3 separate regions of the Zea mays genome follow, and all the other regions are linked to region 1. Evidence: chromatin contacts called from public Hi-C data. All regions are on one chromosome and are shown on one strand. Each heading gives the region's core, a stretch centred on a gene start, on an enhancer-like site or on the middle of the called end of the contact. The rest is flanking DNA. Distances are from core to core; before and after follow the strand shown. Region 1 holds the start of LOC103638261 (LRR receptor kinase SERL2). Region 2 holds the start of LOC100384150. Region 3 holds the start of LOC100147736.

Evidence for each region. Hi-C and Micro-C count contacts between places; a contact is called where the count stands out from the background.
Region 2: a contact with region 1 is called in a Hi-C map of ear, with 2.8 times the contacts expected there. The contact joins the promoter of LOC100384150 here to the promoter of LOC103638261 in region 1. A contact is called at or near these places in 2 of 25 Hi-C or Micro-C datasets (ear and tassel).
Region 3: a contact with region 1 is called in a Hi-C map of ear, with 2.8 times the contacts expected there. The contact joins the promoter of LOC100147736 here to the promoter of LOC103638261 in region 1. A contact is called at or near these places in 3 of 25 Hi-C or Micro-C datasets (ear, leaf and tassel).

Annotation. Positions count from the first base shown.
Region 1 is chr9:37,565,620-37,570,317 of Zm-B73-REFERENCE-NAM-5.0, forward strand. It overlaps LOC103638261 (LRR receptor kinase SERL2), which reads left to right and starts at 2,888. Exons shown (of 6, transcript XM_008661225.4): 1 at 2,888-3,234; 2 at 3,343-3,475; 3 at 3,572-3,643; 4 at 3,841-3,984; 5 at 4,083-4,142; 6 at 4,255-4,560. The coding sequence starts at 3,141. The coding sequence ends at 4,351.
Region 2 is chr9:37,176,802-37,181,499 of Zm-B73-REFERENCE-NAM-5.0, forward strand. It overlaps LOC100384150, which reads right to left and starts at 2,073. Exons shown (of 33, transcript NM_001362245.1): 1 at 1,841-2,073; 2 at 882-943; 3 at 649-741. The coding sequence starts at 1,958.
Region 3 is chr9:37,951,208-37,955,905 of Zm-B73-REFERENCE-NAM-5.0, forward strand. LOC100147736 reads left to right here and starts at 2,484. Exons shown (of 3, transcript NM_001358120.1): 1 at 2,484-3,089; 2 at 3,179-3,312.

The sequences.
Region 1 (4,698 bases), core at 1,638-4,137:
TGAAGGAGTTTTTCTGCTGTCCCGAAGACTGTGAGGTGTGCTATGACCTCTGAAGCTGGCTTCCTTTGTCGTCATTCTGACTGGAGCTGTGGATTGATCTGACATGCCTAGGGTGGATCCTTCCTCCGAAGCCCCTAGTCATCTCAAAAAATCTGTAAGCTTCTTCCCTTCTTTGTCGGAAGTCATTGTCAGCCCGGATGTACTCATCCATCTTCTGAAGCAGCTTCTCCAGAGTTTGGGGAGGTTTCCTAGCGAAATATTGAGCCGTGGGTCCTTGCATCAGACCCTTAATCATGACCTCAATGACAATTTCATTGGACACTATGGGCGCTTGTGCTCTCAGTCGCAATAACCTTCGGACATACGCCTGAATGTATTTCTCATGGTCTTGTGTGCACTGGAACAAGGCCTGAGCTGTGACTGGCTTCGTCTGAAAGCTTTGAAAACTGGTAACCAGCATGTCCTTGAGCTTCTGCCACGACATGATTGTCCCTGGCCGAAGGGAAGAATACCATGTCTGGGCCACGTTTTGGACTGCCATGACGAAGGACTTTGCCATGACAGCTGCATTGCCTCCGTATGAGGATTTTGTTGCCTCATAGCTCATCAGGAATTGTTTTGTGTCCGAGTGCCAATCGTACATGGGTAGCTGAGGTGGCTTGTAGGGTTGTGGCCATGGGATAACCTACAATTCTGCTGCCAGAGAAGAAGCATCATCAAAAGTAAAGGTACCAGGGGCGGATATTGGGCCTGGGCCACCTGGGCCGTGGCCCGAGTCATAGCTAAAAAATTTAGTAGAGATTTTGGCCCAAAAGAAACCCTGTGTATGTATTCTGCGTCCGTCGGTTCGTGCACCGTGGTGGCTGCCGCTTCCGGCCGTTCATCCACCGTGCACAGAGACAGAGACAGAGCCAGACGTCTAGCGTCTTCCGCCCGTCCGGCCATTCGTTCACCGGCCAGCGTCAGCCAGCCAGGCGTCCAGCTCCAACACGTGTTGCCAAATGCCAACACTCCAGTCTCCAGGTGATGGTCGGTCAGCCACCAGGGCCTCCCCGTCCGGCCGTCGTGCGTCCAACAGTCGGGCACCGGCGGGCGGCGGCCGCTCGCCCCTGCGGCTCGGGCGCTCGGCCACGGCCAGTGCGGGCCGTGCGGCAGTGTCCACTCGGGCCTCCGCCAGCCGCTAGCTAATCCTAATCAGTAATTATTGTAAGCGTTTCTCATTTTCTCAGTTTTTTTGTCACTACTCACTGGTGAACAACGAGCTAAGTACTAGATTGTGAAAGAGATATCTTTGCAAGTATTCAAAGTGATGATATTTTATACCATTTTCAAGAATTGAAGAATCGAATGAAAAAGCTATCTCCACAAAATTCAAGTGGTATATTTTTGTACTCACTTATACATTTTTACATTCATTAGTTATATTGTCATGTTGTATCTCTCATTTTATACAAATATTTAACTCGCAATGTGTAGGTTCAAATTCACGTGCTAATGTTGATGAAGTTATTAGATGCGGGGAATGACCAAATCGTCTCTAATTAGGTACTTTTATATTTTAATCAAGTTTATTGTATTTTTAGATCCTGAATTGAAGCAAATACTATTTTAGTCTATGTTTATGGTATATTTTGTTTTAGCGGTATATATTTATCCGCACAATATATTAGGGCTGTTTAAAGTAATCTTCAGGTTTATAGAGTGGCCCGGGGCGTTAATTTTATAGAGCTCCGCCACTGAAAGGTACTATGATTAAAATCATCGTACCATTCATCTTCGTTGAATTAGCCCTCTTGACGAAGCTTCCTGTGTTGGGGCCTTCTGTCATGATCATCCTGAGCAAGATGACACACTTCCTCAGTAGCTTCATCGATCTTCCTTTGAAGATCAGCTAGCCGAGCCATCTTCTCCTTTTTCCTTTGCACCTGCTGGTGGATGATTTCCATGTCCCTGATCTCCTGGTCCAACTGCTCCTCCTGGAATGTTGGAATGGTGGTCTTTCTCTTTTGGCTTCGGCCCTCTCGGAGAGAGAGAGTCTCCTGGTTTGTGTCCAGTGGAAGCAGTGCAGCCCCTGGCGCTGTTATCTTCTTCGGCGGCATAACGAAGGTCGATGTTTTGCCGAAGGTTGTGGAAGTGAGTACACCGGAGGTGGGCGCCAATGTTGGGGACTTGTTCTCAAATACTATGAATTAAGAACAAGACAACACAGAAAGAAGTTAATGGTTAGTGCCCTTCGTCCTTCGAAGCATTATTTCCCTTAGAATATAACGATCTTCGGACGAAGGTCATGAAGGATATATCTTCATCATCACAGTTTATATTGATAAAAGGAGAAGCATATGAAACATTAGAGAATAACATGAATAATCACATAACATTATTTACATGTCCTTATTATATAATCATGGATGAATAAGAACAATATTGAATTACATTTGTACCTTCGGCTTGACAGAAGGTGAAAGTACAAGCGTGACGCACGAGCGAGTACAAGTTAGCGTGAACAGTACGGGGTACTATTCATCTATTTATAGGCACAGGGCGTAGCCTGTGTAAAATTACATTCATGCCCATTATGTTTATTATTGTCTTAAGGACAATCCACCGAGTACTAGATAACATTTTCCCTTTTAAGTCGGTTTATCTTTCTGCCGTTGAGCCAAAGCACCCTTGCGCGTAGCTTCGGAACTGTATCAACCTTCGTCTTGACCATGCTTTCCATATCATGTATAGTTTTATTCCGAGTCTGAAGATACCTGTATGTATATTACACTTGGTAAACATTGTTAAATCATGTTTTTGAAAACATTCAGAAGACGAAGGCTCCCAACACAAGTGTAAAGCGTATATGCCCAATGTTCTGTCGCTCCTTAATTAGAGCATCCATAAATTGTCGGCATTTATTCGATGTGCACGCATACGCGTGCTTATTTGCTGGTGGTGTAGTGTATGTTGAGTGTTGTGTGTCCACGTACTTTTTGGCAACAGAACAGTTAAACATAGTCAGAGAGAATTTCTGCATTCTCTGCACTGATGGCCATATTAAATGCAGAGGCAACCCTGTCCATGCTTTCTCCCCCAAAGCCGAACACACTTCCTCGCGCTCGCGCTCTCGAGTCCCGACTCACCTGCTTCTAGCCATGGAGGCGCCTCCATCTTCTCCCTTCCTAGTGTTGCTCCTGCTGTTCTTCCCTTCGAGCGGCCTTGCCGCCCCCATGGATTTTAACCATGAAGGTTCGTTCTCCTTTGCCGTGGTTTCGACGGACTCATATCTTGTTTTAGCGGTGTATGTCTCTGCTAGTTTCTTGCACTGCTAGGTGTTGATTCCTGTGGTACTGGCAGTGCAAGTCCTTATGGTGATCAAGAGCCTCCTCAAGGACCCCTATGGCGCGCTGAGAAACTGGGACAGGAACTCCGTCGATCCCTGTACCTGGTCCTTCATCTCCTGCTCGCCGGAGAATCTCGTCACTGCACTGTGAGCTAGACCCCAGCTCTCCAATTATTCCTAGCCTCAAATCAAACCCACCATATATATATAGCTCTGATGTTCCTATGGTTGAATATCTGGCAGGGAAGCTCCAAGCAAGAACCTTTCCGGCCGGCTCTCCCCGAGCATAGGGAACCTGACAAAACTTGAGAAGCTGTGAGTACTGTTCCATGGGTACAACAAGTCTTAGGCTTATTTTGGAATACAGAACTTTTTAGATAAATTAATAAATTATACAGTAATTTCACAGAAATCAGTTCATTTTTACGAGAAAAACGCAGGAAGGCCTTAGCGTTGAGTGTTTTTTTTTACTTTCTTTTTATTGGGAGTTGTTCGTTTTTTTGGTGTCCCAGTCAGCTGCAGAACAACAACATAATTGGGCCAATCCCAGCAGAGATCGGCAAGTTAGCAAAGCTCAGGACGCTGGTTCTGTCCAGTAACAAATTACATGGCACAGTCCCAAATTCTTTAGGCCGACTCGGAAGACTCCAGTACATGTAAGTGAGGCACACGTGCCAATTTCTTAATGCTTCGTGTTCTTGCCTGGGTAAAACCATAGCCTGGTTTGCACTGACACTGCACTCCTCTCTTGCAGAGACTTGTCGTACAATAACTTGAGTGGCCCGATACCAAAAACGTCTGCAAGAACGCTCAAGTAAGGATCCGGTCCTGTGTTTTCGTCATGGACGTGTGTGACATTTTTATAGGGAATCAATGGTCTGGAAGAAATCCCTTAAAATCTGTTGTTTTTTTTTTTCTGCCTGCAGCATAGCCGGGAATCCTCTCATCTGTGCTGCAGAACAGGATTGTGACAGTACCAAGCTGAAACCGATGCTGGATTCCTATATCGCTGGTGAACAGTAGGAGCCCCAAGTTGGGAGTCGGTTACCTTGCTAAGGAGTATGTACCTAACGAACCTCGGGTGCCGTTTGGTTTCACAAAATGTAATGTAAATGATAATAATTAACACTCGTGTGACAACAATAATAAGTTTGAGTAAGTTGGTATCAGTTTTTAGTGTAAAATCTGATTATGGTTAAACATAAACAAAGAAGATTTAACGTTATCAGTTATCCATCACTTTACAATTATGTGAACTAAACAACGCCTTATTATTAAGATCTATCTGGCAACAACACCCAGTTTGAATAAGCCGTTGCTGTTCCAGCAAAAAAAAAAAAAATGGCAGGTGCCGTAATCGAATAAGTATT
Region 2 (4,698 bases), core at 823-3,322, 390 kb before region 1:
GGGAGGACGCGCACGTCCCCCAGATCAAGGGGAGCACTGTAGCTCCCCTTGCACAGTGCTCCCCTATTTAATAGTTGAACAAAAATAGTAATAAAAGATGAATAGGGTTAGATAATAATATTTTATAGTTGTAGTGGGATATAGGGGGATAATATAGGGGAAACCGCTGCGGGAGATGAAAATTTAGGGGGTGAAATGTTGATGATGTGACGCAAAAAAGTGATATAGGGGGAACCGCTGCGGATAGCCTAAGTCTTGAAGCCATGGAAGTTCTCTCCCCAGCAGCCCAAATTATCTAACCCAGCCAGGTCCCGCCAACATCTGCACCTGCTTACATCAGGCTCCAGAAAACTTCAGCTTTTTCAGTACCCCAGTGTAAAGACCAAAGAGGTGTTGAACAAACAATGATGAATCTAGGTTGTTCCCTCCCTGGCCGAGTTTTTATGAGTCTAGGTTGCATCATTTTTAAAATTTATTCCAAAAATGTGGGTACCATTCCCCATTCTTGCAGATTTCAAAACCTGTAGCTTTTTAATTCAATAAATTTTATTAAAGAACAAAATGGCAATTGTTATCATATTCTTGGGCAAGCCGAGGAAGCAATGAAACAAAGGGCACATTCTCACTCAAGTTCTATTTTGCTGGTACCTTTTCTGAAGCAGAAACAACAGGGGGCACAAAATTCTCTTCGTCTTCCTGCCAATGCTGCTTGATAAACTGCTTTAGTAAGACAGCAGCAAGGTAGCAAATTGTAAAGGAACAACAAAAAGAAGAAAAGGCTAGCCCACTCATAAAAAAAGGAAACCTGAAAATAATACAGCATTCAACACAGGATTTTGATAAAAAGGAACAAAATGTACAAAAATTGGTTGGAAGGATATCTGTCGTAAACCAAACGAGATCTCTTTGTTGATTGTAACTTTTGTAAGGGCAGCTCCATATCCTGAGAAAAAAATTACAGAAAGAAATAAGTTATTGTCAGTTGATTGCAATTCATGTGTCAAAGAATTGTGCGAACCCAAATCTAGCAAAAGGTTTCAACCTGATTGGCAAATAATTGACAGATATAACAGACCACAATTGAAAATGTGGATGTGCATGCTAATTATGGTTACTAGTTGCAACAGCATGCTAATTCTATGACCACCTCAGTTATCTACAACAAGAGGGCATGTAAGAATGGTGCTGGGATCAATCACACTTTCAGTGCTAGAAAGAGTGTCACTTCTGACAGAATATAAAGCATCATCAATGAAGCTGACATGCACTACAGTGGAGCCAGGTTCCCTGTTGTCAAGTTGTGCTGTGAACTACAGTGGGGCCAGGTTAAATGTTGTCAAGTTGCGCTGTGGACTGGATTAGTTATGAATTTGCCTCTAAGGACTTGGACAGGGATAGAGACGTTCTCACACAGCTAAAATATACAGAAGTTGTGTTCCTGGGAAGCAGTGTACATATAGAGCAAAGCAATCCCAATCAAAGCCTTAGCAACCAGAGCAGTGCTGCACTAATGCGCAGCACTCCCGAACAGGACAATGCTACGACAGTAAACCTGCCTTAAACAATAAAACAATCATCATTTCTGAAGTCGCTGCTCACAAGCCTAGGGGATCCCATCAACTCTCAGCTTGCTCAACTCTCAGTTCACCCCTCAGCTCTCACCAGTCACTAGTAATTTGCCACACCCGTAGTATCTACAGCCGTCAGCCAAAATGAAGAACGCAGCCAAAAACTGGAGCAGAAAACAGCTTCTGGCCAACGCGTGAAGCTGAATTGCTCGATTCTTCAGTTACAAGCCAATCGTCCACGAGAGAGGGGGTAAAGGTAGGAGGTGGCGAACCAGGGAGAAGCGAGGCCTGGCGGAGCGACTCCTCGGCGAAGGCGCGGACATCGCGCGCGGTGTCGAGCGTAGCCGTCAGGCAATCCACCAGCCACCGCTGGTCGCCGTGCGCCTCCATCTAAACCGCAGGCGACGCTGGGATTGGGGCTCCGCGGAGTTGAGTGCGAGCGCGCTCCTCCTTTTTTGTTTCGAAATGGGATCACGCGCAGTGGTTGTGGCGAGCGGGGGCGGAGGGACTCGGGGGCTTTAGTCTAGGGTTTATATAACGAAGCGTGGGGAGGCGGAGGAGACGGAAGAAGAGACGAGAGGTGGCGGCCGAGAAAGGGAAAAGAAGGTGGGATCGAGAGAAAATAGAGATGGGCCAGGATTTGGGCATGGGCCCGGTGTGCGCTCATGTTGGTCTGACCCCACCTGCCAGCCTAGTTAGTTCTTCCCACCAACCAAACGTTTCCCGTTTTGAAGGTGCCGCGCTCCGGTTTTCGATGGCGGGAAAGGAATAAAAGCTTATGAGTTCATTTATAAATTTATTTATCTATATCTTCTCTTCTCTATCAATCTATATATATACTACTACCTCCGTTCATAAATATATGATATCATTTATTTTTTCAAAAACTTTGATCACTCATTTTATTAAAAATATTTATTCAAAATGTAAAATTTTAAGTTAAGCACAAACTACCTTAAGTGTAAAACAAATCAAAAAAATAAATGATAACTCATTATTTTTTTTGATAAGACAAGTGATTAAAGTTTTAAAAAAATCAACAGTGTCATATATTAATGAACGGATGGAGTATAAAAGATCTAGTTTTCTTTTTTTCTATCATATCTGTGAGATTTAGTGTTTTCATTGAAATCATGCAGTACTCGGTGTCCGGTAGGAACCCATAAATTTTTTTGTGAGATAAGCGACCCTCCCCAATGGAAAGTGATATGTTAACGCACACGCAAAATTGGTATAGTATATTGATCTAGTCGACGTCCACATATCGTCGTCGACCACCAGCAAGTGTATGAATATCCCAACTTTGCCAATTTGTTCACGTTTTGGTTCCATATATATATATCATGTGATTACAGACAGTTGTGCGCCTATGTCATCCACTAGAGACCCATGTATTTGTTATTGGGCTGGATCGCACGTCGATTGCTCTTGGTCCAAGTGGGCGATGGCTCCTCCCGCGATCAACATCTTCTGTTGCCTTCCCTAGATTGAAGGGTTGTTGACATCTCTCCCTCGAGATACAACTCGTCCCCAAGCTAAAGAGGCCGAAAATTGTTGCTTGGTAAGTTATTCCTTTTCCCATGTAGCAAGCAACGTCGGTGAGCCCGTCTAACGAATCAATAGCTGGGGCGTCACCTTGTCATTCCAAGGAAGTTGTGGACATTCTTAACACAAGTTGGTGTAGGGAACTCCTTGATTATATGTATCTTTCCTAGATCGGTGGCAATGCCAGCTGCACTCACGATATGTCCCAAAAACTCAAGTTTGTCCCGTGCAAGCAAACAATTGGATTGCTTCAATTTAAGCTTGTTTTGACTAAGTAACAGAAACACTTGTTCGAGATGTGTAACATGGTATACCAGAGTGGCACTATACATCGGCACATCATCTATGAACACTACCACGTATTTCCGCAACCAATGGAGACAAGACATGGTTCATGAAGTCCTGAAAGGTGGTAGGGGCTCATGTTAGGCAAAGACATTCATGCGTTTGGAATGTTGTTTTATACTCATCTCCCTCCTTGATCCTAAACTGGTGATAACCTTAGCGATGATCAAGTTTAGAGAAAATGGTTGCACCACTGAGTTCATAGATGATTTCATCAAATATAGGCATGGGGTAACGGTTCTTGACAGTGTACGTGTTAAGACGCCTATAGTCCACACATACCCTCCACTCCCCGTTTTTTTCTTTACCAATAATACCAGTGAGGCAAATGGACTCGAGCTTTGTTGTATGATTCCACTGGACAACATTTCTTGTATTTTCTTCTCTATTTTGTCCTTTTGTTGAGGCGTGTAGCGATATGGTCGCAACCAAAATGGTTGTGCCCCCAGCAACAGTGGGATGTGGTGGTCAATGCCTCTTTAGGGTGGCAAACCGTGAGTTACACGTTGTGGGGGACAGATATCCCCCGGGTCCACTAGAAGGATAAAAGACCTCACGAAAGGCCCAAAGGCCCCATAATTCATAGAGAAAATTCCTGGTATGCCATCAGATTTTATACTCATCCCTTGTGTGCCACTAAGTGGCATATAGGTATAATTTTTGGTGTCTATGACATGTGGGGCCAGTGGCATACAAGGGATGAGTATATTTTCCAGTGGCATACAGGGAATTGGCCCTAATTCATAAGGTCATCCCCTTGTGGGCCTGGGAGGAACGACCAGTTGGACGGATCAACACAAGGTCGGGTCGGCGCAAGCCTAGACGACCCAACAAGATTCGAGCAGTAATCATAGTAGTGACCCGACCTTCCCGCGCAAGGGCCCCATAGATCGGAACTGAGCGAGGATAAGTCGGCTGAACTATAGGAAGACAGACTCAGTTAGTTCACTATTATTTTGGAACACGTTGTTATCGTACCCACATGTAATGCCCACAGTCAAGTATATAAGACCTAGGGGGCACCCTTTCAAGACGATCGACATCATTCATTACTTAGCCATCCACCCCGTTCTCTATGTTTTCCAGCACTAGAGAACTCCCTTGTAACCATCGCATAAAGCACTCTCGCCAGGACGTAGGGTGTTACGCATCTCAAAGCGGCCCGAACCTGTACATCATTGTCTACTATTTCTCGTGCGCCCCGCACGAACCATCGAGCTACAATCGATAACATCGTCCT
Region 3 (4,698 bases), core at 1,234-3,733, 390 kb after region 1:
CTACGTGGTGCATTTCCATTTGCCCTATATGGCTCATAGGTTTGCTCGTTTCTTTCCGGCCTTCTAGGTGGGGCCGGAAAGCTTTCCTGGGCTCTGGATCTTGAATTAATGGTCTGGTGCATTGCATAGTGTGATGGGAAGTGTTGCTGGGACGGGTGAGGATTCAGGTAACAATCCTCCTCAAAAAGGTCATGTGCGGACTGTCCAGACATTGGCCCGGACCGTCCGTGATTATGTGCGGACCGTCCGTCGTTGTATGCGGACCGTCCGACTAGGTAGTTCAGATTCCGTGTCATGTGTGGTGGCTCGGGTGCGTGTCTGGGTACCTCATTAAAAATGGGCCCGGCCGTGGCTGGCCCGGACGGTCCGGACATGTGCAGATCAGCTGTTTTGCTGCCGATTTGCGGTTGCTCAGGGTACGTGTCCATCGGCATCCCATAAAGGGGTTGTGACTGGTCGTGACAACCTCTAGCCGATGTATTATGTGCGTTATCCCCAAATTCAACCTCGTGTGAAGGAAAATTTGCTATACTAGATTTATCAAATGCACGTACTAATCTCCTATAATCGTTTTGCATATCCCCTATGATATTTTGCATTTGTTCACGCTGTTCATCTACATAATTCTTAAGAGATTGCAGCTCGTTTGTATTACTTACATTGAGGATATCTGGCGTGGGTCGCAGTGAAGCCGGATTCGTCGCCCGATGTCGGACGACCTTGTTGTTCCTGTCCACTTTGAAGTTGGCCAAGAACTTTGCTTTTGCCTCCTGGATCATCTGCTCCTTGTGCTCCTCGATTTGAAGCTATTCGTCAGCCGGCAAGGTTTTCCAAGTCGGCTCTATGATGTTGCTTGGAGAGACTTCAGAACTATCCCTTGAACCGGCCATTGAGGGCCGATTTGATAGGTCTAAATATGTCTTCCCCGGCGGAGTCGCCAAAAAGTATGTTGACGCCTTTTCGGAGCGGCAAACACTCAACAAGCACCGTGGCGGTGCTCTCTGGTCAGGCGCAGACGGTCCGCGGCCTGGGGCCGGACGGTCCGCGACCTGGCGCAGGGGCTAGGGTCCTCTGCCTGACGGCCGGACGGTCCGCGCCCTGGGGGCCGGACGGTCCGCGCGTACGCAGAGGCGGCGGAAGTCGCCGGCGGCGGCCTGGATCTCGCTCCCGGGAGGGACCCCGTCGGGGAGGAGAGATCCTAGGTGATGTCTAGGCTCGGCAGGCCGACCTAGACTCTTCTAATCGGCGTAGAGTCGAAGAGAAGCGAGAATTTGGAGATCGAGAGGCTAAACCTAAACTAGACTAGAACTACTCCTAGGATAAAATGCGAAATAGAAGTGTTGTTGATTCGATTGATGATAAATCGGCCGTAGACCTCTCTATTTATAGAGGAGGGGGCTGGACCCTTTACACAACTGATTCCGAGCTAATTCCGCGAATCTAGCTAACAACCGTAGCACAAAACTCGGAACCCTAATCTGTTCTGCGCGCGCGCGGACCGTCCGGCCCACAGGCGCGGACCGTCCGGACCGCGGACCGTCCGGCCTCAGGGCTGGCCTGTCCGCACCTCAATTTGGTGCCCAAGAGGCATGTTTTCTTCTCTATCGGATTATTGTGCAATAGCCATAGATATCTTGATGGTTCTATCTGTCCATGAACTGTGTGTTTAATGCGTGTGTCTAAGAGAAAAATAAAAGGGTATATGTTTAGTGGAAGATGTTGTGGGTCTTTAAAACTGGTAGTCATACCGTGTGTTTATATGGAGTCAATGTCTTGAGTTATAAGTCATCAAGGCTGCTATACCATATATAGACCGTGAGAAGCCACCAAGCCCAATACGACAGGAAGTCGTACACATATAATAACACCCCGTTAGCTGAATGAGGACGAGCTACAGAGAGCTCTATAAAAACAGCGATTGTGTTCTTTTTCAACTCATATCTTTCTCGGTCTTTTGGCTAAAATAAAGTATAATATTTATTTCGCTCAACCATTGATTGCATTGCGTGTACGACCTCGTCCTTCCCAACCAATATCATGAAAATACGATTGTGTACCGTCGCAATGCACGTGTATTATACTAGTTTATGCTATAAATGAGACTTATTATGGTAACTCGTGAGCTCAATATCCAATTCGTAATGCGACCAAGCTCAAGCTATTGCGATCGAGCTCAGCCAAGTCTTTACTCGCTGAGCCATTGACAATTTTGCCATTATTATTTGTGGGTTTCGCTATATATCATCGGACCTACAAATTATAGACATAGATGATCCCACCAGTTATAGACATGAGATGACATCATAATATGAAGTCAAAAGTGAAACTGTGAGAGTGACAAAATTATAACTTTCTCTTACTTGCTGGTCATGGAGACGAACCGACCCGACCTCATTTGCAGCCCAACCCGCACTCACCAACAGAAAGGGAAAAGACCATCCTACCCACGCCAGCTCCGGAGTTCCGACGCAACTTCCCATTCCGATCCACATCAGCCCCGTCGCTGTCTCTCCAGGATCTGGAGACCCTACCCGCCTGAGCCCTCAGCCGGCCGCGCGGTGCGGCACCGCACCACCGCCACCGAGCCACGAACCCGCCGGAGTACCGACCCGCCTGCGCCCTCCGCTGGCCGTGCGGCGTGGCAGCGCACCACCTACGGCGGGCTGCGGCACCGCCCCGGCCCTCGCACCAGTTCCGCGGCGACGTGGTCCAGCAGCACCGCCAGGCCGCCTACGGCCATTTCACTCGCGGCTTCTGAGCATCTACCTGCACTTCTTCAATTACCTGCAGCTTTCATCGTATTTCCTTTGCATTGCATACCGTGCAGCCACCTCTGCACATGATGTTTCGGATGTTATCTTATTATTAAAAAACTAGATTTACTCATGTTTTTCTTCCTCTGTCATTATTGCTGATTTGGTAACTAATCTTTCTGTGGGGTTTATGCACTGTTAATTTTTCCCTGTCATTTTAGGTCTAATTTGTATTCGACACTCTCATCGTAGTAACTGCCTCATAGGTTTTGTGCCCTCTGTATACATCTCTATCGGCTCCATGTCCAAGGCACTGCACCACCCTTTTGTTATCAGGTAACAATCCACATCACACCTCCGCCCGAAAAAAAAACTTTTATCAATAGAGTTCTCTTTTTGTTAACCTCCTTTACTTTTACTTTCAGGTTTTAAACCGGCTTTTGGAATTGTACACATGGATCAATTTGTGGGAGTGGAAATTAGAGCAGATTTCTGTGCTTTTTTTTTTCCAGCACATCTGCCAGACTAGTATCATCAGCAATTGTCCATCGCAGCATAGGTACTTATTACTTTTGTAGTCCTATTCTCCTGCATAAGTACGCTATTATTGGTAATCATTTATACGCTGTTACGTTCGATATTTCTTCTGGTCTTCAAATGTTAGTTTTCCACCCTCATACAAGACAACTAGATGTTATGTTTGGATCATATATATAGTGTGTTTGCCACTGTTAAACATGGTGTTTGAGTATTGTAAAACCATACTAAACAAATTCTCTGTCCCTGGATTATTGTATTTGATAGCTTCACATATTCCTTCCATTATTCAACAATTTCTTGATTTATGGATCCACATATGCATGATTGGGGAACGGTAGATCTAAACAGTGAATCTGGACCATACATGCATGAACAACACCGTCCAGATCTAGAACTACCACCAGTAAAAACTACCGCAAGTGGGAAGGAAATAAAGGGTGGGTAGTATCGTTGCCTCGCAGGTTGGGAGAACATGTTTAATTATGCTGCAATGGCTCGATTTAGTTGCCTAGTAGCTGGGACTGGTCCACCAACTTAAAATATATAAGGTACATGTCCACACATATATAGGTAGTGGAGAAGATGATGGCAGAAACAGGAGTTGAAATCAGTCGCAACCGTCCGCTTCACTCTCGCTATGACTGATGAAGATGTTAGGAAATAAAGATAGATATGGTTAGACATATTTGGAGATAATAAAACTCTCAGTATTTATTTTATAACAGAACAAAGTTCAGTCTCTATCGTCTAGAGAAAACAAATCCCTTAATATAAAGATAAGGACAGAATGCTAGAGATGACTTAGGTTAGGCCTAGTACAAGTTGATTTAAGGCCTGTTTGGTTTGATGCCTAATTTGCCACACTTTGCCTAACTTTTCTGCCTAAGGTTAGTTCTTCAATTCGAACGACTAACCTTAGGCAAAGTGTGACACATTTAGCCACGAACCAAACGGCCCCTTATACTCCAACTCTCCTCACATGCACCTATAAATACCCCTGAGGGGTCAACACCAGAAAAACCAACAAATCAACAGCAAATTGCTAGGCTTTTTCATATATAATATCCATCTTTTTTCCACACTCAGGGACCCCAAACAAAAGTTGAATTGTACACATTGAATCACATGGAATGAGCCAGATGCAATGAGGGCTGCCTGAAAGTGTATAGGCAGGCAGAGCACAGCAGCAACTTTCGCGTTAGATATTTGCGGATGAATAGGGCGGCGAGGAAACTATCTGTTGACCTGGCAGGGCGCTTTGCGGCTTTTCCTGTGTATTTACGCCCGCTACCTCACGCTCGAGGTTCCAAAAGGCGGAACGGCTAAGGGGGAGTGGCAACGACTGCCACAAAACCCACCTCGTGGTCATTGCTTTGGAATCCCCTTCCCTTTCCCTTTAGCCAAA